Regions from separate parts of the Zea mays genome. Here all the other regions are linked to region 4. A link is a contact called in public Hi-C data. All regions are on one chromosome and are shown on one strand. The core of a region is the stretch at or near the end of the contact, and the rest is flanking DNA. Distances in the headings are between cores, read along the strand shown.

Evidence for each region. Hi-C and Micro-C count contacts between places; a contact is called where the count stands out from the background.
Region 1: a Hi-C map of ear shows a contact between it and region 4, with 3 times the contacts expected there. The contact joins the promoter of LOC100275925 here to the promoter of LOC100274829 in region 4. A contact is called at or near these places in 6 of 25 Hi-C or Micro-C datasets (bundle sheath, ear, endosperm and 3 more).
Region 2: a Hi-C map of ear shows a contact between it and region 4, with 2.4 times the contacts expected there. The contact joins the enhancer-like site here to the promoter of LOC100274829 in region 4. A contact is called at or near these places in 2 of 25 Hi-C or Micro-C datasets (ear and endosperm) and 1 of 3 datasets of contacts at active chromatin or transcription factors (seedling).
Region 3: a contact with region 4 is called in a Hi-C map of bundle sheath, with 1.8 times the contacts expected there. The contact joins the promoter of LOC100193894 here to the promoter of LOC100274829 in region 4. A contact is called at or near these places in 2 of 25 Hi-C or Micro-C datasets (bundle sheath and leaf).

Annotation. Positions count from the first base shown.
Region 1 is chr1:19,468,446-19,472,982 of Zm-B73-REFERENCE-NAM-5.0, reverse strand. It overlaps LOC100275925, which reads right to left and starts at 1,940. Exons shown (of 1, transcript NM_001165450.2): 1 at 862-1,940. The coding sequence starts at 1,666. The coding sequence ends at 1,133.
Region 2 is chr1:19,440,871-19,445,797 of Zm-B73-REFERENCE-NAM-5.0, reverse strand. No RefSeq gene overlaps it. Among protein-coding and RNA genes, the nearest start is that of LOC100283435, 18 kb to the left of the region's middle. Within about 2 kb of position 2,232, at least 20 of the 20 cell types and tissues checked have an H3K27ac peak or open chromatin away from gene starts, as enhancers often do. A contact at or near this core is called in ear, endosperm and seedling, where this site is marked.
Region 3 is chr1:19,538,596-19,543,393 of Zm-B73-REFERENCE-NAM-5.0, reverse strand. It overlaps LOC100193894, which reads left to right and starts at 1,578. Exons shown (of 10, transcript NM_001138969.1): 1 at 1,578-1,655; 2 at 1,895-2,031; 3 at 2,158-2,204. The coding sequence starts at 1,619.
Region 4 is chr1:19,311,558-19,316,044 of Zm-B73-REFERENCE-NAM-5.0, reverse strand. It overlaps LOC100274829, which reads left to right and starts at 1,685. Exons shown (of 1, transcript NM_001149097.1): 1 at 1,685-2,428. The coding sequence starts at 1,817. The coding sequence ends at 2,212. LOC103631833 (transcription factor bHLH96) reads right to left here. Exons shown (of 3, transcript XM_008653611.4): 3 at 4,016-4,487.

The DNA.
Region 1 (4,537 bases), core at 691-3,190, 160 kb before region 4:
CGCATGTGGCGAATTATCCCGTTCCATGTATAGGCTCTCCTCTCAAAGTACACCACCCCACGTACAACGATGCATTCCACACGAAACAATGCTCTCGATCCTATATTCCTGTAGAACAACCTAGGAAACCCCGATTCCTCAGCGGCAACAGCAGATGAAGCTGCTTTTTTTTTGTTGTTGTTGAGCTACCGTGCCCAACCAAGCACGATGGGGGAAGGTAGATGGAGTCCGGCTAAGAGCAAACAAATCCGGATCAGGACAAGCCACCTTCGCATCAAAATGATGTAACACCAGCAAAGGAGCTCAAAAAAAGCAAAAGAGACGCGCAGATGATTCAGCACGCAAGAAGCAGCCAAACAACAAATGAAGAAATGAAATAAGAGACCCCTTTTTTGAATATTTTGAAGAAGAAGAAAAAAGAAACTAGTACTGCAATACAAACAAAACACGTGTAGCTATGACAAGACCAATTGATGGTAAGTGCTAGCGATTAGTAAGTAGAAAAGGAATTGGCTCTGGTATGAGTCCATGACCAAGACCAACTGATGGTTGGTAAAAGCATGCCCGGACCATTTGCTTCATCGATTTTGCCTACTTCACGGATGATGTCCATATACGTGTACGCCTGTATCTTATTACATATCGCCGGTCAATTACAGTAGACAATTCAAATAGATGAAAATGATTTTATACGTAGAGTAAACATAGGTTATTAGATAACCTCATACTAACTCACTGTTTCAGCAGAAGAAAACCGGTTGGATTCGTCGCCAATCCAAAGAAATTATCATGGCACACAAGCCATATATACAAACTAAACACTGTTGGATACTGGAAATAGAACTGGCAGCCACACAATATACACTTCGTAGCTGTTTTCTTTTTTTTATTCTTCTAATTTTACAAAATAAGCATACAATATTTCTCAAATAACCTTATAATGATCCATAGTTTTGGCTTGTCTCGTGTACACAGTCGGAAAGAGAAACCATGCTAACTAACTGCAGCGGATTGAAGCACAGGAGTACTTGAAGTGGGGGGAAAAAACTCCATACCGACCGATCGAGGAAACCGGCCCTCAAGCGCGCGTGTGTGTGCAGCATGGTGCTGGCATCTGATCTGACGAGGGGATTCAGAAGAACACCCATTTGGACGCCGTCTTCTCCTTCATGGTTCTGGAGTGGAAGAGCTCGGCGCCGTCGCCGTCGCCGCCGCCGTCGCCGGTGTGCCGCCGCCTCTCCGCGCCAACGAGCCTGGACAGGAACCTCCCGATCTTCTTCTTCTTGCCGCTCTTCCTCCTCTTCGCCTCGCCCTTCCCCCTGGCCGGCTCGTCCTGGCTCGCGGGCGGCGGCTTCTTGTTGGCGGAGGTCGGCATGAGCGGCTGGGAGAAGGCGGCGACGTCGGCGAAGGAGGACCCGGCAACGACGACGTGGACGGAGCTGACGTCCGCGGAGAGCGCGGCGCGGTACTGGGGCGGCGGGGACGAGCCGCCGGAGGAGCACGGGGACGTGGGCGCCGAGGACGAGGACGCGCGCGTGGTGGTGGTCGCCGAGGAGGACGCGGAGAGGTGCGCGAGGCGGTCGCGGAGGCAGTAGGGGCACACGCCCTTGGACGTCCGGTGCTCCGGGTGCCGCTTGCACCGGTCCTCCCACTCTGACCGCCGCATAGCCGAGGCGCCGGCCGCCGGCTCTGTGCCTCGGCGGCCTACTGCGCGTGCTGGCCGGGTGCTTGGGGCTTTCGACGGGCGTGGCGTGGCGTGGCTGCGCGGTGTTGGCGCACGCACGGGCACGGGGAGGCCGCGCGCGCGGGGGAGAGAAGGAGTGAAATCGCGGGCGGGGTCCGTTGAGGAAATGGGGGATGGGAAGGTAAGGGAAGGGTCGTTGAGATAAAAAAGGGGGCGGGGCCGCGTTACGCGAGCCAATATATCGGAGCATCATTTTGCTTCCGTTTTTGAATTATTAAAAATAAATAGAAGCCACGAAATGGACTCACACTCAGCGGTTACCAAACCAAAGAGCGGAGCATGGTGCTGTTAAACGAGGGCGCAGTTGTAGCGCAGCGCAGTGAGATAGATACCTGCACTGCACGGCTAATAATTCCACATGTTCCCATTTGTCGCCGATAAAAAGGAGCATTAGTTTGTCCTTTTCTGCCAAGTTACCACCAGCTTAGGTGAATTCCTGATTGACCCTTGAGGAAACCAATCTATGATTCCACTAATCAGCAGGCATGATTTTTACAGGTGGGAAGAAAAGGTGGGCGACGACTAGCATGCTTTATTTTATTTTATTTTATTTTTGTGGCGAAGTTTCCAGCGTATGTTTGCAGTCTCCGGCCACTCCCGTCCCTTGTTTCGCCACACACGTCCCGCTCAAAGGAAACGCAGACAGCTCTTTTTTTTCCACGCACGCACGCACGCCCGCCCGGCGGACGGTCAAAGCAAGCTGGTCTCCTAGCGTACTCTTCCTTCCGTTGCACGTCTCCCGTCCCGCAGTGGGATTTGGTATTCGCGACCTCCTCCAACTTTTTTTTCTCCTTTTTCTTCTGTGCTCGAAAGATATGGCCACCGAGGGCTGGTGCTGCCTGCGAGACAGTCAGCGGCCATGGCCCGCGAGCGCAACCGCCGACCGCGTGCCGTCGGCGTCGCGTCACTCGCACGGTGGACTTGACCGCGGGCAGGCAGGCAGCCACGCACGGCACGCAGCTCTCCGATGCGCGCGTGTGCCTCGCGCACGGCCGGTGCGCGTGCGCCCTACGGGTCGGGCTGGCGGGGCAAGAAATTGGTCGCCGGTGCCGCGTGCTCGGCGTGGGTTCAGACATCCGGGACCGGGGCCACCGATCACTAGTAGTACGGGGGGCAGCAAAGCACCGCGTCTGGTGGCGCTCGCGTCGGCTGGACCGCTGGATATTTGGTAGGCCGCCGGCCGGGAACGAGACAAGGACGCGTGCGGTCGGTCGGGGCGGGGCATGCAGATGCGGTAGCACGTGTGCAAGGGCGAAGCCGCCGCTTTCGTGCTCTCTCGCTCGCTTGTCGCCGTGCTAGCGGTACCTGGGCTGCTTTCGCCCTGCCGTCCCGCACAGTTGGCCTTTTGGTCGGTGAGCTACCAGTTGCCTGCCTCCCAACTCCTCCCCAGTGACGTGCATTCATGTTCGTTTCAAGAAAAACAACGTGATCAGTGTCCTGGGATTTTGATTGGAGATTGATCGGATAGAATGTGTGTGCCCTCGGCGCTAAGTCGTGCCTGGTCACTCCAGCGACGGAGAACATAGAAAGATTTAGGTCGTATAATATTTATCACACAACCAATTAAATCGTAGAATAGAAACACACGACAAATACACAGGATTAGAACCATGTCTAAAACGAGAATAAATGGCTAAATATTGTGACCGTCATCACCTTTTCTCCATTAGAGCCGGCTTGGGCGAGGATTGAGGCTTTGATGCTCGGCTTCAGTATCACCCTTACTTAATTTCCCTATGTATCTGCAAATTGAAACATTGGAAACATTCAACTTGTATAGTGTTATGACTGAGCTATCATCTCGACCCGTAGTTCTGATACAGGTACGATACGCTTATATTTTTTATTTTAAAATTAATATTTACATTATTAAATATAAGAATTCACATATAACACAATAAAATTGCAGCCACATTGGCTAGGTAGGTGTGTTTAATTCTTTTTTTATACACTTGGGTGCGTGCTCTAGCCCATAGCTACATATTTTATTGCTAAATTATACAATATACTTAGATGAGCTAACGTGCTACCGGGCCGGCACGGCGAGCAAGGCAACGGGCCATGCCTGGGCTGCTACCGCGGCACTTGGGCCCATCCAGCATGGCACGGTTCGCTAGCCAGGCCTGGTGGACCATGCCTAAAACGGACTGGGCTGGCCCGAGTCAGGCCCGTTTAGCCATCTATAGTCCCTATGTCTCTTTAATCTGATATTATCGTTCTCTGTCTCTTTAATCTGATATTACCGTTATGTCTCCTACATATGTATTGCACCGTGTTCTAACACCTAGGAGTAAATACCTAAGGCCATCTCTATCAGATTTTCTATCTCATTTCTTAGCTCATCACCTAATTTAAGCCTCACTCTTCGAACGGTATCATCTACCGAAGAATCTTGAGAAATTATAAGTTCTACAAAGTTGATAATATTTTATAAATGAATTTAATAATTTTTTAACTTAGCAAGTAGCACGCAATAGCTTTCAGTTAATTATTGTTCTATTTTAATTTCATCGTGCAATCATGTTCTGTAGAAGATATCCATATAGATGTAAGAAAAAAAAAGAAAAAACAAGCTGATAAGGTTATAACATCATCCAGAGGAGTTATGTAAGGCACCGTTATGTAATGAGACGTTAGAAGCAAAATTTTAGTACATTTTTAAAATCAATTTTATGTACATTAAATATTTATTGGTAATAGATATTATTATTATTATTATTATTATTAGTAGTAGTAGTATTTCATCAGTACATTTTTCATTTGTCATCTGTGATGCACTTCTACCCTGTCAAT
Region 2 (4,927 bases), core at 983-3,482, 130 kb before region 4:
AAAACACAATCTCTATTCTCTATGCATGCTCCTACCCCCGTAAATTAAATAGAATACTCCTCCAGGTGCAGCTGTACTGTACTGTGCCGCGAATAATGGTGCTGGTGCATATGTCCATGTTCTGCAGGAACTGATGAAGGAGCTACCGCTACCGCTACCGGGGGCAGAGCCACGTTCTTTGGTTCGGCTGGGGGTGCTGGCTGGAGCTCATCATCAGATTCAGACACAGCACAGGATCGAAGAGACGGTACGGTAAGCCGCCGTATGCCGAAGCTGAGCAGAGCTCTTGTGTTGTGTGGTGGCGAAACGTGGCAGGCACTGTGCCGGCGGAGACGGCACCACCGAGCCGGCAGCCCAGCTCAGAGCAGCGCTTTAGGAACCGTCCCGGGACCCACGGACAGATTAAAGTAAAGGAGGACCGCGAGCGCGAGGTCCTAAAGTGCGGCGGCTCAACCTATACACCTAGCGATTGATGCTGCTGCAGTTGGAGCTAGCAGCCTAAAAGGCTACGGCTCGAAACCCTAGGGCCTAGGCAGACGCCAGGCACGGCGCTCCTCAGCTCCTCCTGCTGCTGCACTCTCGATCGACGTTCTTCTAGATGCGATGCTCTCTCGTGTTCATCTTTTCCCACGGCACGGCACGCAGCAAGGCAGGCTAGCTAGCTAGCGTAGGCGTAGCGATGTTGAAAGTTGAATGCTTCGGTACGGCGGCCTCGGCCAAGATTTTCTCCTCGTGTCGTGCTCGTGCATCTGCATGGCCATGCATGCATGCACGCGAGACGGCGAGAGGGCGGCTTTTATTAAATTTCGGGGTGACCGTGGATGATCCAAAGGCTACCTTATCCGGCCCGGCCGCTTTGTCAACACCGTGATCTACCCGGCTCGGCTGGTTTCATCAACATCAGGGTGAGGGTGACGCACAGGCACAGCACAACAACGGAACTCTTCGCAGGGGTGCACGAAGACGATGATGGTTTCTGCATGCTTCTCGACATGGGGTACGGTGTGGGTGCCGTGCTGGCGGTTCGATCGAGATCGGGGGCCCTGCCAAACCATCGGTCTCCTCATAAAAGGAACAGGCCACCGACGCAAAAAGATAGTGAGGTGAAGACTGTCCCGCTGGCTGCTGCGTTTTATTCGAGCACAACCTGAACAGATGAGCATTGCCCAACATCCGAACGACGTGTTCCGGAAGCCCGAACATTTCAATGTATGGACGCTGTTATCCGAGTTCCTATCTCTTGTACGAAACGCCAGCCACTGCGTCCGATTTCCCGCGCCCTCAGAACGGGGTAGCCGGGGAATCTATTCCTAGACCTCTGAAAAAAGCAGGGCGCGGAGGGAGGGAGGGAGAAGCAACCTCTTTTGGGCCCACCCCACGCAGAAAAAAAAGTCGTGGGCACTGCCGACCGACTGACTGACTGACACCGATTGATTGATGGATGGATGGATGGCTAAAGTGCCAACACACACTCCCACTCCCTAGTGCCAGGACCTGAGACGGGCAGCGACGTGTGGGTGTGGGTGTGTGTGTCGTCTTCTTCCCACGTCCCTCGGCTCGGACCCGACGACGATTCTCCATTGGCCGGGCCGGCGCCGCCGCCGGGGACGGAGCTCTGTTCCGGTTCGCGTTCGGTTCGGCCGTGCTGCGATGCCATCCACCAGTTCTGCGCATGCCCAGGCCCAGCCCTGCCCAGCAGACCGCCCGTGCCCGGAGTAGAAAACTTTGGAAAACGAAACGAGGTGTGCGTGCATCGGTCATCAGTGCATGGCATGGGCAGGAGTGTGAGTGATCCTGTCAGGACAGTGGAAAAGCTGCTGCTGCTTCTGCTGCTGAGACGACGGGTGCGATCGAAAGAAAGCGGCGCGCTGCGCCTGTCTGCCACTGCAGCCGGCCTTCACGGAATCACGGACACGGGGGGAAACGACGGCCTCGCCACCCCGAAGAAGAGAACAGCATCAGGTTGGGAGGGTTCACGGACGGGGAGGGAGGACCAACGGCAGCGCGGAGAACCACCGCCACCGGCAGTCACCAACTAGAAAAAGGAGAGGACAGTCGACGCCGCATACATAGCCCATGGCGTCTATCGGTTCGGAGGTGTGGATACCAATCCTGTATACACACCGGTTGGCGATGCCCCACGTTCGGTGACCCGAGACCATAGCTGGGTGGGGCAGGCTTCCGGTCAGAGCACGCACACAGTACCGTTTGCAACGTCCAGTAGTACCGCTACTACAAACTGTAGGGCGTCGTCAAATCTGGTCCCGCCCCGGGCCCGACGCCAGCCTTATCAGGCTACAGGAACGGACATGCCACGTGGTAATAAAGGCAAAGGAGCGGCTGTTGTGTTGACTCGACCTGTGCTGCTCTGGAAGTCTGGATCCATGCACGACGCGACGGCGTGGCTGGCATGCCATGCAGGACGGCAGCTTTCGATCGCTACCGGACATTTGGTGTTCGCTAGTGCTCTGCCACTGCCCCGCTAGTCTCGCTCACCACCAGTCTTCTGGCCGGTTCTGGCCACGCGCACTAAAAAAAAAAACTCTCCTGCTGCATCGGCGCGGCGGGCTTTACACTGGTCCACCGCCAGCCACGCGCAGCCTCCCTCCCCTTCGCCGCTGCTGAGCCCACAGTTTTAGAAGTGACACGGCGTGCCGCTGCCGGGTCCTTGCTACTGACCACCGGCCCCGTGGTGCGTCGGTCTCGGACCGTGACAGCCGCGACGCCGTGGCCGCGACGCCGGGTGGGGTGGTGGACGAGCGCCGGAGCCCGCGCGCCCGGGAACACGTCGGCAGTTGCGCACAGGCGGACGGGTAGAGGTGAGGCACAGCGCGCGGGGGCGATACTAGGGAGTAGGGAAGAAGGGCGCGCGCCTAGGTGTCACCGGCCGGTTCAGATGCCTGAGCAGACGCGCCGAATGGAAACAGGCAGAGGCATCAGCCGCGGAGTAGACGAATCGGACTCGGTTTTGGCGTCGTCCGGGGAAACAGGCAGAGGCTGTGAGAGCCTAGAGGACGGGACGACACACGCGATTCTCACCCGCTTCCTTGCCTCGTCGTGCGTGCCTTGCTTTGTCGATCTCCGGCCGCAGGCGGCGTACTACGGGTACGGCCACGGCGTGCCGTGCCGAGCCAGCCGAGCTGTTCGTGTCGGCGGCCCACCCAACCCATGCGGTCACACTCACACATACGACGGATGCGCCGTGCGCGCAACAGTCCGTGTGTAAATAACGCACAGTGAAGCCTTTGGACGTATTTTTCACATGCGTGGAAAAGTCAGACATGGCACCATTCTCTGGAGCCGCGCGCCATTCATCTCACTGATCTGGAGTGATCTCAGACGCCGACGAGGCGACGACAAAGGCCAGATTAGCGAAAACGACCATCGCAGTGTGCAGCTTTCGAGTCTTATCCTCCTCCTCGCCGGCCACTGGCCACGCGTGGTTGCTTTCCTGACCTTTGCTGCGCTCCGCGCTTCAGAAACGTGCGTGTCATTGAGTGCATGGTTGGATTTTTGCGCTAGGCGCTGGAGACCGTGCAAAACTCGCCACGTGCCCACGTCCTGTAGCCGTTACTGATAAAAGTGGTACCGGCAACTGTCCGAGCTTTTTGAGCACGAAGGAGATGCCGTGACCCTACTGTGCTCTGTAGGCTTGCTTTTCCGTGCGAGCTAGTTCTACTGCTGTGCCTGCGTGCTCCTACGTTTCCACTGTCGTTTTTCATAGTGTGTGAGTGAGGGCCCGCCGACGTACCAGCAAAATGGATTTGATCGACACAGCTAGTTTAATAATATAATCTTTAGTGAACTTTATAATATTATCATGTCTTATATATACCCAAATAGAAGCCTATACATATAATAACTTTATAATAATACAAGCTACATATTTAATACCTAGTCCACCTCTTCCTCTCACATGGAGTCTTAGAATCTGTGTGCAATCCATTGTCATCAGCATGGACGGAGCCACGTTGGCCGTATTGCTGTCCAAGAACAGCAATGGTTTTAACAAAACTCATGATATTTGTTGGCACCTACTGTAGATGACAACAGTTCATGATGTAGCTGGACCTCAGTCCTCTCGCATCAATTTGCCTTCTTCCTATGGATCAATTTGCCTTCTGCATGCTGGTTACCGCACGACTGTTCTGAATACGGATGGTAGTACTTAATGCATGTTCAAAATGTTATGAACATGGCTGACAATGCATGCGTGGTCTCAGTGATTTTTGACATGGACACATGGTGAGGCAGATATAAATTCTTCTAAATGAACTAAACAACACACGTTGCAAACATTAACCAGTTTGGCCTCTGCTGGTTGAGTTCATCATGGCAGATGCAAATATTTCAGTATCTGAGTATTTAATTCTTTTTCGTGCCCTAGTGGCTTATTTTGTACATGTGTAGACAATTAATAATTTAACTTGACAAATTTTATATGAAGTATGACTATGAATGACTGCATCATATGTTTTGTTGAGCCCGCTATAGTAGTATAATTCCCGATGATGTTATAATTGATAACCTTCAAAAGATGAAGAATCACACTGCATAATGCTTCTGGGGGTAAATATTTGACTTTATTTAAATAATGATATTTTAATTTAATGTTGTATTATATGGGGTTACACATTGACATGAAATTAGAATCTTTTTATTATATTATTTATAGTGTGACATCGTTAGTAAAAAAATTCTAGATCCATCCCTGGTCATCAGGCTACCAGTGAACAACTAACTTTTTCTCTCTTTATTTTTCTTTCTTCCACATCACCACAAATTTGATGTGACTTTCCTAGTTTCCTTACATCCCGACTACACCATCTTATTATACAAGCTCTAAAAGGGAAAGGAAAGGCCGCACCACATAAGATGGTACGGCTCACTAAAACCGAGCAGACAAACACACGAGTACTACTTCCTC
Region 3 (4,798 bases), core at 329-2,828, 230 kb before region 4:
TTTCTTTTAAATTTAACTATATATATAACAATATTTATGGTGTCAAATAAGTGACATTAAATCTTTAAAATATACATATACGGTGTTATAATTGTCGTCATTTTTATTAAATTATGTCAAACTGTGGAGTGTATGCCTAAATGCAGAGTTAGAGATTTAGGTGAGGGTTTTATTACCCACCTCCTAAACTTTATTTTAATTTCTAAAACACGAAACGGAGTGATTAAAATAAGTCTTGCAAATAGGATTTCTAGGGACTAAAGTTTAGTTCCTAAAGTTTAAGAAGATGACTAAAAGAACAAAACACCATTAGAGCCTTAGAGCATCTCCACGGGACTCTCTATTTTTTACTCTCTATTTATCTCTCCATAAAGATTAAAGTCTATATATAGCATATCAATCCAACACTCTTCGATATGCAAGTTAGTTTGGTTAGCCCGTGTGATTAGCCATGTTTGGCTAAGATCGTCTCCAACAGTTCACCCATATGATCACACAAAACACTATTTTAGATTGTTTTTGTGTTGTAGACTGCATTGTTCAAATAATGGATTTTGAATATAGAGATGAGAATGGGTAAGCTCAGGGCCGGCTCATGGTTTTGAAAGGCCCTAGGCCAATCTTCGTATCACTAAAAATATACTTGAATAAAAAAAATATAAGAGCTAGTTTGACAATCTCATTTTTTCAAAAGATTTCTATTTTTTCATGGAAAATTAATTTATTTTTCCTCGGAAAAATAGGAATTAGAGTTGCTAAACTAGCCCTAAAAGTAATAAATATAATAATATAATCATTGTGAATACCTCAAACCGGTAAAAAATACACCTCATTTAATACTACATAATGTCTCTAAAACAACTAATTGAGGCTATATGGTCAATAAAATCTGATATGCAATACAAACATTTAGGTAATAATATGCAATTACAATGAACCGAAGAATCTCCTATGCTGACGTCAATTCATTTGATGAAGTTACTTGCAATTTCTCTTGTAATATCAATGGTATGAGAAAAGCTTTCATCTCTATATATTAATATATATTATATATAAATTTTTTAGGCCTCTTGATTTGAGAGGCCCTATGTGGTCGCCCCTCTCCCGTATCGCTAGAGTAGCCTAAAAATGATTAATTTGGAGAGTCAGATAGCTTGACTAGTTAGATGACTAATCTGTTAAAAATTATTTTATGATTAAATAACTAAAATTTAGCTTAACAAGTTATTTAGCTAGTCTCTTCTGTGCTCTTAGAGTTGTACGATTTTTTAAGTCCATTGTACTTTGCAATAACAGAGATAGGCAAGGACGGGCTATAAATAAAATTCTAGAAGGAGCTGCAGGGGAGTCAACGACGGCAAGCTGAAAGCATCTTCCCTTCAAGGACGCCTAATCGCGGAGCGGCGGATCAACCCAAATGGCTCCTCCTACGGAAAACACCGCTGTCAAGGAAGAAGAAAAAGATGAAAGAAAGGGAACGGGAGACGAGACTTGTAACTGTAGAGGACGAAGCCCTTAGCTCTGGGCATTATATATACATATCCACTCCTGCTCTGGTCTCTCGCAACCACCGTGCGCGCATCAACTCGGCACAACCGGTGAGTCTTCTGCATCTTCGATGGAGAACCAGGGACCCAAACCCATCCGATGCAAAGGTGCGCAGCTGGATCAGCTATGGAGCTCTGCTCTGCCGCACCAGTTTCGATTTCGCTGCCTCGTCTTTCTCCCATCGTTAGGACACTATAAATTTAATAATCGAATCGGATTAGAATCAAGCTTCATTTTCTATTCAATTTTAAAGTAAAATCAATTAAAGGCTCTAATTTGCTGTATCCCTACCCGTCTCGTCGGACTTAGTCCCAGCTAATCGGCTTCCCTTTCCGGCGACGCGCAGCGGCCGTGTGCAGGGCCGCCGGCGAGCCGCTGGCCATCGAGGAGGTCGTCGTTGACACGCCCAAGGCGCACGAGGTCAGGATACGGATCATCTGCACGTCGCTCTGCCACAGCGACGTCACGTTCTGGCGCATGAAGGTTTGGCTTCTTCTTCTTTGTCGTCCGTTCCTGCAATTGCCGGCCTTCCACCTTCTGGCCCTCGTCGCCGGAGCGTACACCGCCTCGCAAGCGTGCTATACTTCCTTTGTTTGTGTGGTTTTGCAGGATCTCCCTGACAATATCCCCAGAATATTTGGCCACGAAGCCTTCGGGTGAGTGCTCGCTAGTCGCTACACAGTTCCTTCAGCACATTTTGTTCTATTGTTCACTCAATTTTAATAGCATTCGTCGAAAAGAGATTGCATATATATAATAAAAAATCTCAGAAAAATATAGATAGAAAAATATAGATGTACTTTCTTATGTACTCTATTAATATATTAATGTTACGATCCGCGGAATAGTTTGGATGATCCACGATCAAATTAGCTTGGACGAGAGTATTTATCACGTGCAGGTAATACTAACCTATCTGCAGGAATCTATTAGATCTCGTCTAAAAACAGGTTCAGACCTCCCCTATAAATATAAACTGGTACGTCCGATTGAGAGCACTGAACACAATCTAATTAAACAAATTCATTTACCTTATTTATCATTCATGTCTTATGAGTAGGTGTAGTGTAACTTTAGTTGTACTTTCCACGTATCAATCTTCACCTCGATTCGACTCTATGTCGTCTAGAGACATCTTGGATGACCTGTTGACCCCAAGATTCACTAGGATCTTTCCCTGACGATGCTCCTCTCGAGGCGAGATCCAGGTTCTGTAGGAGGCTCTCTTCGTCATCATGGACGGTTCGTTGCCTACTCGTGAAAGGCCCGGTGACCTACCGCAAACCGTCCAGCACCTCGCAGAGCCGAACCCACGGTCATGCACATCACGTGAAGGTTAGTGTTCGTTGCTATTGGTCCTAAGAAGGTGCCAACATAAAGGTGGAGTCCAAAACTGCATTGCAGGTAGTGTTATTTGTCTTGTGACCAACCATGGACTGTATGGTGATCTATCATGGATGGTTTGTTGCCTCGCAGAGAGGACCCCAAGGTCTTGTTCCCCGTGAGTGGGATCTATGGATCATTAGTGCTTGGTTCAAAAAGGTGGCAACACACTTTTTGTGTGGCTCCACTAGCGACGAAAAGATCAAATCTATCATATCAGATATATTAGATTAGATCTATTAGGTTAGATCTATTAGATCGACCATGGTGATCGATCCCAAAGATCGCAACGACGTTTCTATAGACAGCGACACAAGCTGACTACTTTGTCAACCGCTGAGCGGATGGAATTTGAAGACTACATGAAGAAGTGGGACAAGGAGTTCAAGCAACAACAAGCTAAGGAGCGCGAGAAGATGGAGAGTTGGTACCTCTCGCACTTTAGGATAGATCACCACCAGAAGGTCCAAGAGAGGGAAGTTAAGCTCGCTTCCCTGATGGCCCTGCTGCAGCCTGCAGCAGCCCTCAACCGTAAGTAACACTGTCTCATCCCACGATATTCAATCTATAAGGGATACTTTAGATGATCGGATTGAACTTATGGTGGAGTCTCTGGATAAGATAGAGCATGCAATAGAAAAAAATCATATACCTAATTTTTCGTCGCATAATTGGGCACTAAAACGTCCATGTCAAACACATTGGCAACAAATGGTTTTCTCAGTCCAAACCATATTATGGTATGTCGATAAAGTGATAAACTCATACCTGGAGCAACCGTTGTCACTGCTTGTGTTGTATAATAGGTCAACATTGAGTATGGCCGGACAGTCCGCATACTATCACGGACCGTCCGACCATCGTGTGGACCGTCTCGCTCCATATGTCGGAATGTATGTTGCAAAGCTGAGCCCGCCATGTGGCACACAGGCGGTGCCAAATATTGTCGGGCAGTCTGGATATAACTTTGGACTGTCTGGTTTTATAGCAGACCATCTGGCACCTTACGCTGGACAATTCGGAGCTGCACAGAGCCCACCACATGGCTCACAGGAGAAGCCTAGCACAACTGGACAGTCCAGTTATAGTACCGAACCGTTCGGTATCGGTCCTTCGTGGACCGTCTGGTCCCTTCGTGGACCGTTCGGTTACCCAGACGTGATCGTCCGGGTACGTTAACAATGAACAGTGTGCTACGCAAAATACACAACCCACCTCACCAGCACTACTATCTCTCACCTACGGGTCATCAAAGTCGTAGTATAGTACCACCACCATCGGTGTGCCATGCGCAGCTGATTCTGGGTATGGCCGGACAATCCGAGCACGACCTCAAACCGTATAGGCACCTCGTGGACCATCCAACACCTTTCGTCGGATTGTCCGGAGGTACACCGAGCCTAACACACGGCACCTACATAGAACACCACACGGTCAGATAGTCCAGATCTAACCCCGGACAACTCAGGCAAGTAGCGGATCGTCTGGCACCCTATGTCGGACCATCCGTAGTCCCGCAGTGCCGTCCGACCACTCCCGCCAGACCGTACGACTATGCATACACGTCCAGACAGTCCATATACCGCATAGGACTGTCCGGTCAAGTCACGGACCATCCGACACCTCATGCCGGACCGTCCAAATATCCATACGTAGAACATAGTGTTGTGTGTCAAGCACAACTTTCCTACTCCACTCCATCTGTAGGACACCTTAGTCATAGCATGCCATCACCCATACATGAGACCGAATATTTTTCGGCACCTAGGGAGCTAGAAAGGTTCACCTCATACCACACGACAATGCGGTGTGGAACTTGTATGCCTCGGAGGCCTATACCGGATGTCACCTATAGTCTTCCTAGTGC
Region 4 (4,487 bases), core at 436-2,935:
CCCAAAAATTTTGGGTCGGGTAATTCGGGTCTTTAAAATTTCGGGTTTTGAGAATCGATACCCGAAATTACAACGGGTTTTGCAATACCTGAAAATTCGGGTACCCAGAATTTCGGGTTCGGGTTCGGGTATTCCCAAACTACCCGAACTATTGTGTCGGCTTCATAAAAACACATACATCCTATTAAATTAGTATAAAAATATAGTTTGAATAATGATATACATGGACACATAAAACACAAGCAATCTACAATCACAAGTTATACACACTTACACATAATTATAGATTTACAAATTAATAATTAAGCATGACATGAGTACATGACACATGAAAGTTCGGGTAATTCGGGTACCCGATTGTGATACCCGAATTACCCAAAATAAATTCGGGTTTTGCAAGTTGCTACCCGAAATTTTCGAACAAAATTCGGGTTTCGGGTATTTCGGGTTCGGGTTTCGAGTTACGGGTTTTTTGCCCAGCCCTACCTATATTACGTTAAAAAATTGGTTAGGGCATGTACGATGGATGTCTTAAGTTGTGTCTTAGAGTGTGTTTAGGGGGGTGAATGTAAAAACTCAAGACATGTATCTTGACGAAGACACATTGTCTTAGCTCTATGTTCGAGACAGGAGACTAGCTGATTGGTCACTTTAATTTATTGAATGCTTTGATTGGTACAATGAATATCATTAGACACATGTTTTAGACATGACCAGTGTATTATTAGTATTTTAGTTGTGTCTTATACTTGGAGTACCGTGCAGCAGTGTTTAGGTTGTACATGCCTTTAGATTGTAGCCTTTATGTTTTAGTCTAGGAAAACTAAACAGGCCCAAAGACGGAGAGAATTTTTAATCCCTTCGGATCCCAGCTGCATATGTCCGGTGTCCCGATCCTATTGCCTTTCTCAACGCCTTCTCTTGGTTCCTGCCCGTTACCGTTAGGCCAGATTCGACGAGGTTTTATAAAGTTTACCGTTAGGCCAGTGGCGACGAGGTTTTATACAGTTGACGCTAATAATGGTACTATATTAATATAAATTTTATAGAACTAGATTATAGTTTTATGAAGATAAAAATCTTCTATACCGTTAGGCACTTAGGCCAGTGGCGACGAGGTTTTAAAATACAGATGTGCTGAGGCTGGACTTCCTACTCGTAAAGCGTGAATAAACAATTCAAACCGACCTGTCGTCCGGCTGTGGCGCGTGGGCGTGGCCAAAGGAAACCCAGCCAGCCACCCCGGTAATCTAGCCACGAAAGACGCCGACCACCCCGATTCCCCGCGTCCGTTCCGCATCCGACGGCAAAGGTGGCACCACCTGCACGCGGAAACTAGTCGTTACTCGTTAGTCAGGCACTGGCACCGTCCTCCAGCGGTCCCCCACCCCACGTCACCACCCGCGACGCGGTGCCGCTGCTGCAAGCGTCAAACCGGACGGCGCCGCTCAACGACTCGTTCGCCGCCTTCGCTGGATGTCAGCCCGGTCCAACGTTACGTGACCCCACGCGTCAGGGAGCCTCCAACGTCACAGCTGTTCGTGAACCGACCTGAGAGAGAGCCGGGGCGGAAGGGTCGCCGAGAGGTCATGGCCCGCGGAAGGGTCGCCGAGAGGCCATGGCCCATGGGCCATGACCCCGTTGCCCGCTATAAATACCCCGCCCCGCCCATCGGTTCCAACTCACAACTCGCAGATCGAGTCCAAGCATTCACCGGAGAATCCCAAATCACACTCTCCAGTAACCGCCCGCTTCTCCAGCCGCATCTCTAGCCGAGTCTATCTCCTCCTCCTCCTCCGCCGCCGCAACTATCCTAATGGCTCGCTTCGCCGTGGTCGCCGCCATCGTCGCCCTCCTCGCCGTCGTCGCGGCGGCGCAGGCCCCGGCCGCCACCCCGACCACAGCTCCCAAGGCCGCGCCCAGGATGGCCCCGCTGCCGCCACCCCCTGTGCGGTCCCCGGCCACCGCCCCGGCGCCGGCCGCCAAGCCGCCGACCGCCGCGGCGCCGTCCCCGCTGGCCTCTCCTCCGGCCCCGCCCACCGAGGGCCCCGCCGCCTCTGCGCCGTCCGCGAAGGCCCCGACCTCGTCCGTCTCCACCACCCCGGCCGGCGCCCCCACCGTCGCGCCTTCCGGCAGCGGCGCCGCCTCGCGCGCCTCCGCCCTCGGCTTCGTCGCCGTCGCCGGCGCGGTCGCAGCCGCCGTCATGTTCTAGACGCCTCCCCGCGGCGTCGGGCGGTGCTGTTTATACTATCGTGTTTTACTTTTGTGCGTGTGTGTGTGGGTGGGTCGTGGGTGATTCTTTCTTAGATACTGAGAGAGCAGAGGTTATGTGAGAGATTCTAGTGGGGGTAGCGATGGGCTGTTACATATGAATATCATGATTCATGATCCAGAGGATTATTAATGGAATTCTTTCATTTGTTTCTAGTACGTCACGTTGTCCCTTGTCATATTACTAGTATACTACACACGATTGCACGAAGCAGATGTGTTCGCTTTGGACTACTACATTCATTCTTCTCCGTAGTATCTTCAGTGTGCGCTGTACTGTATGCTCTTGCTCTCTGCAACCAGGAGCTGAGACCGCGACATCTTCCATTTTTTTCACTGACGCTGCGGCTTGTTCTTGGGAAATCTACATCATCTATAAAACAGCATCTGAAATCTGGAATTGTTCCGGCAGCTGATGTGATTGTTGGACAGCTGTGTTCATGCTGGAGAGCATCTTGAGTCATGTGGCCACCACTGGCCTTCCCCTTCTCGACAGCGCAGAAAGTTCACATGCTTGCACAAGATGCTGCTGGGGGTGTCTTTGGCATCTTGTGTTCTGTAGATACAGTAATCGATTTTTTTTCTTTTGCTTTTATCGTTGCTCTCCGGGATCCGGCTGGCACCTGGCAGCCGCCATGTGAGTACGTGACGCGTTTACTTTAGCATGTAGTATGCTGTTGCTATGTAAAAAATAGCTGCAGCTGTAGGCTGTAGCTGTCTTGAGCGGTGCTTCCAGTTTTTCCCTTCTTGAGCAGTACTTCCTGCATCTGAAAAATAACACAATCCGATTTAAATCATTTTGATGTAATCGAGTTTACAAAATAATCAGCATTTATGATTAACAAATATGGGCCATTAGATTCGTTAAAAATATCAATGTTTTTTTTATATAAACTTCATCAAACTTCAAAAATCTGATTACAAAAAAAAAAGGTTTCAAGTGCGGCCCCGGGACATGCCTCCTGCTGAATGTTTTCATGCTGTCTTCATGCTGAATGTTTTAGCTTTCAGCTTTTTCTCTAGAGCCTTCATTTCTTTTCCGTCTTTGCTTTGTTTTGGAAAGCCGAGCTCAACGGATCTCAAGACTCAAAGAGAACAAAGTGGCGCACATATGGGCCGAATAAAGTTCAGTAGTGGTTCATTAGGCCCAACAGTTTGAAGAGTGAAAGGCCTTAAACAGAAGCCGTACGGTGGTGTCACGATTTGACTGGGCTTCGTTTTCGCTGCAGAGGCCCATAAGCATTCAGAATTGCGTCCCTTTCGCCTCTCCTCCCCCACTACCACGTCACAAAGTACAAAAAGGAATATTCCAAAGGTCGAAACAGTAAAACCATAGTGGACGTCTTCACCCGATGACGACATGAACCAGAGTGCGAGCTTTGGAAAGTTTCCATGGAGACTATCGTACATATTTTTACTAACTTCGTTCTTGAATATTTATCTTTCTTTAATTTATTTTTGAACTAAAACGTGACGAATAAAAAAGTATGAAGGGAGTATCATTTTGCTCTGAAGTGATGGTAACCTGCTCGAGCAAGCAAAATCTCCTCTTCTCGTCAAGGTTGATGGAAGCGAGAAAAGCTTAGCTTTCAAGGCACCGGCACTTGAGTCGAGGACGAAGAAAACTTGGGTTGGGTGTACTCATTTCACGTGCGTACGTGTGATCCAGCTAAAGCACGCCAGGCAAGTAGAGACATTTGGCCCTTTCGTTCCTTCATGGAACCACTGACTGAGCCTTGCAAGAAAAGGGAAATCTCCGTTGTATTGGGCCTGAAAAGGGCAACATACAATACAATCGAGTGCATTCTCTGACCCTGTTGCTCCGACCATCCAAGTGTCAGTCAGGCAAAACGTGTACGGTTCAGCAATTTTTCCGAGTGGCAGTACATTTTTTTTTGCTTGCATGGCCCGAGAGGCCGTGCGCGTGAAAATGAACACATACGTTTCTGAAATCCCACCACCTGTGTAGGCTGTAGTAGGAGGAGGAGGAGGAGGAGGAGGAGGACGACACGAGACTACTGCCGTCGTCCTTGGGTCCTTCGGTCATGCTGTTTCATGGTCGTCAATGGAATCTCCTCCAGTGGCCTCGCCCCTAGCACAGGCTCACCTCATGCTGTCCGCCGTGTACGCCGACGCATTTTTCACTGACGTACGTGTGTGCTACAGGCTACTGAAACATTCGTTCTTCCTGATCCTGCATGGTGAGAGACAGAACA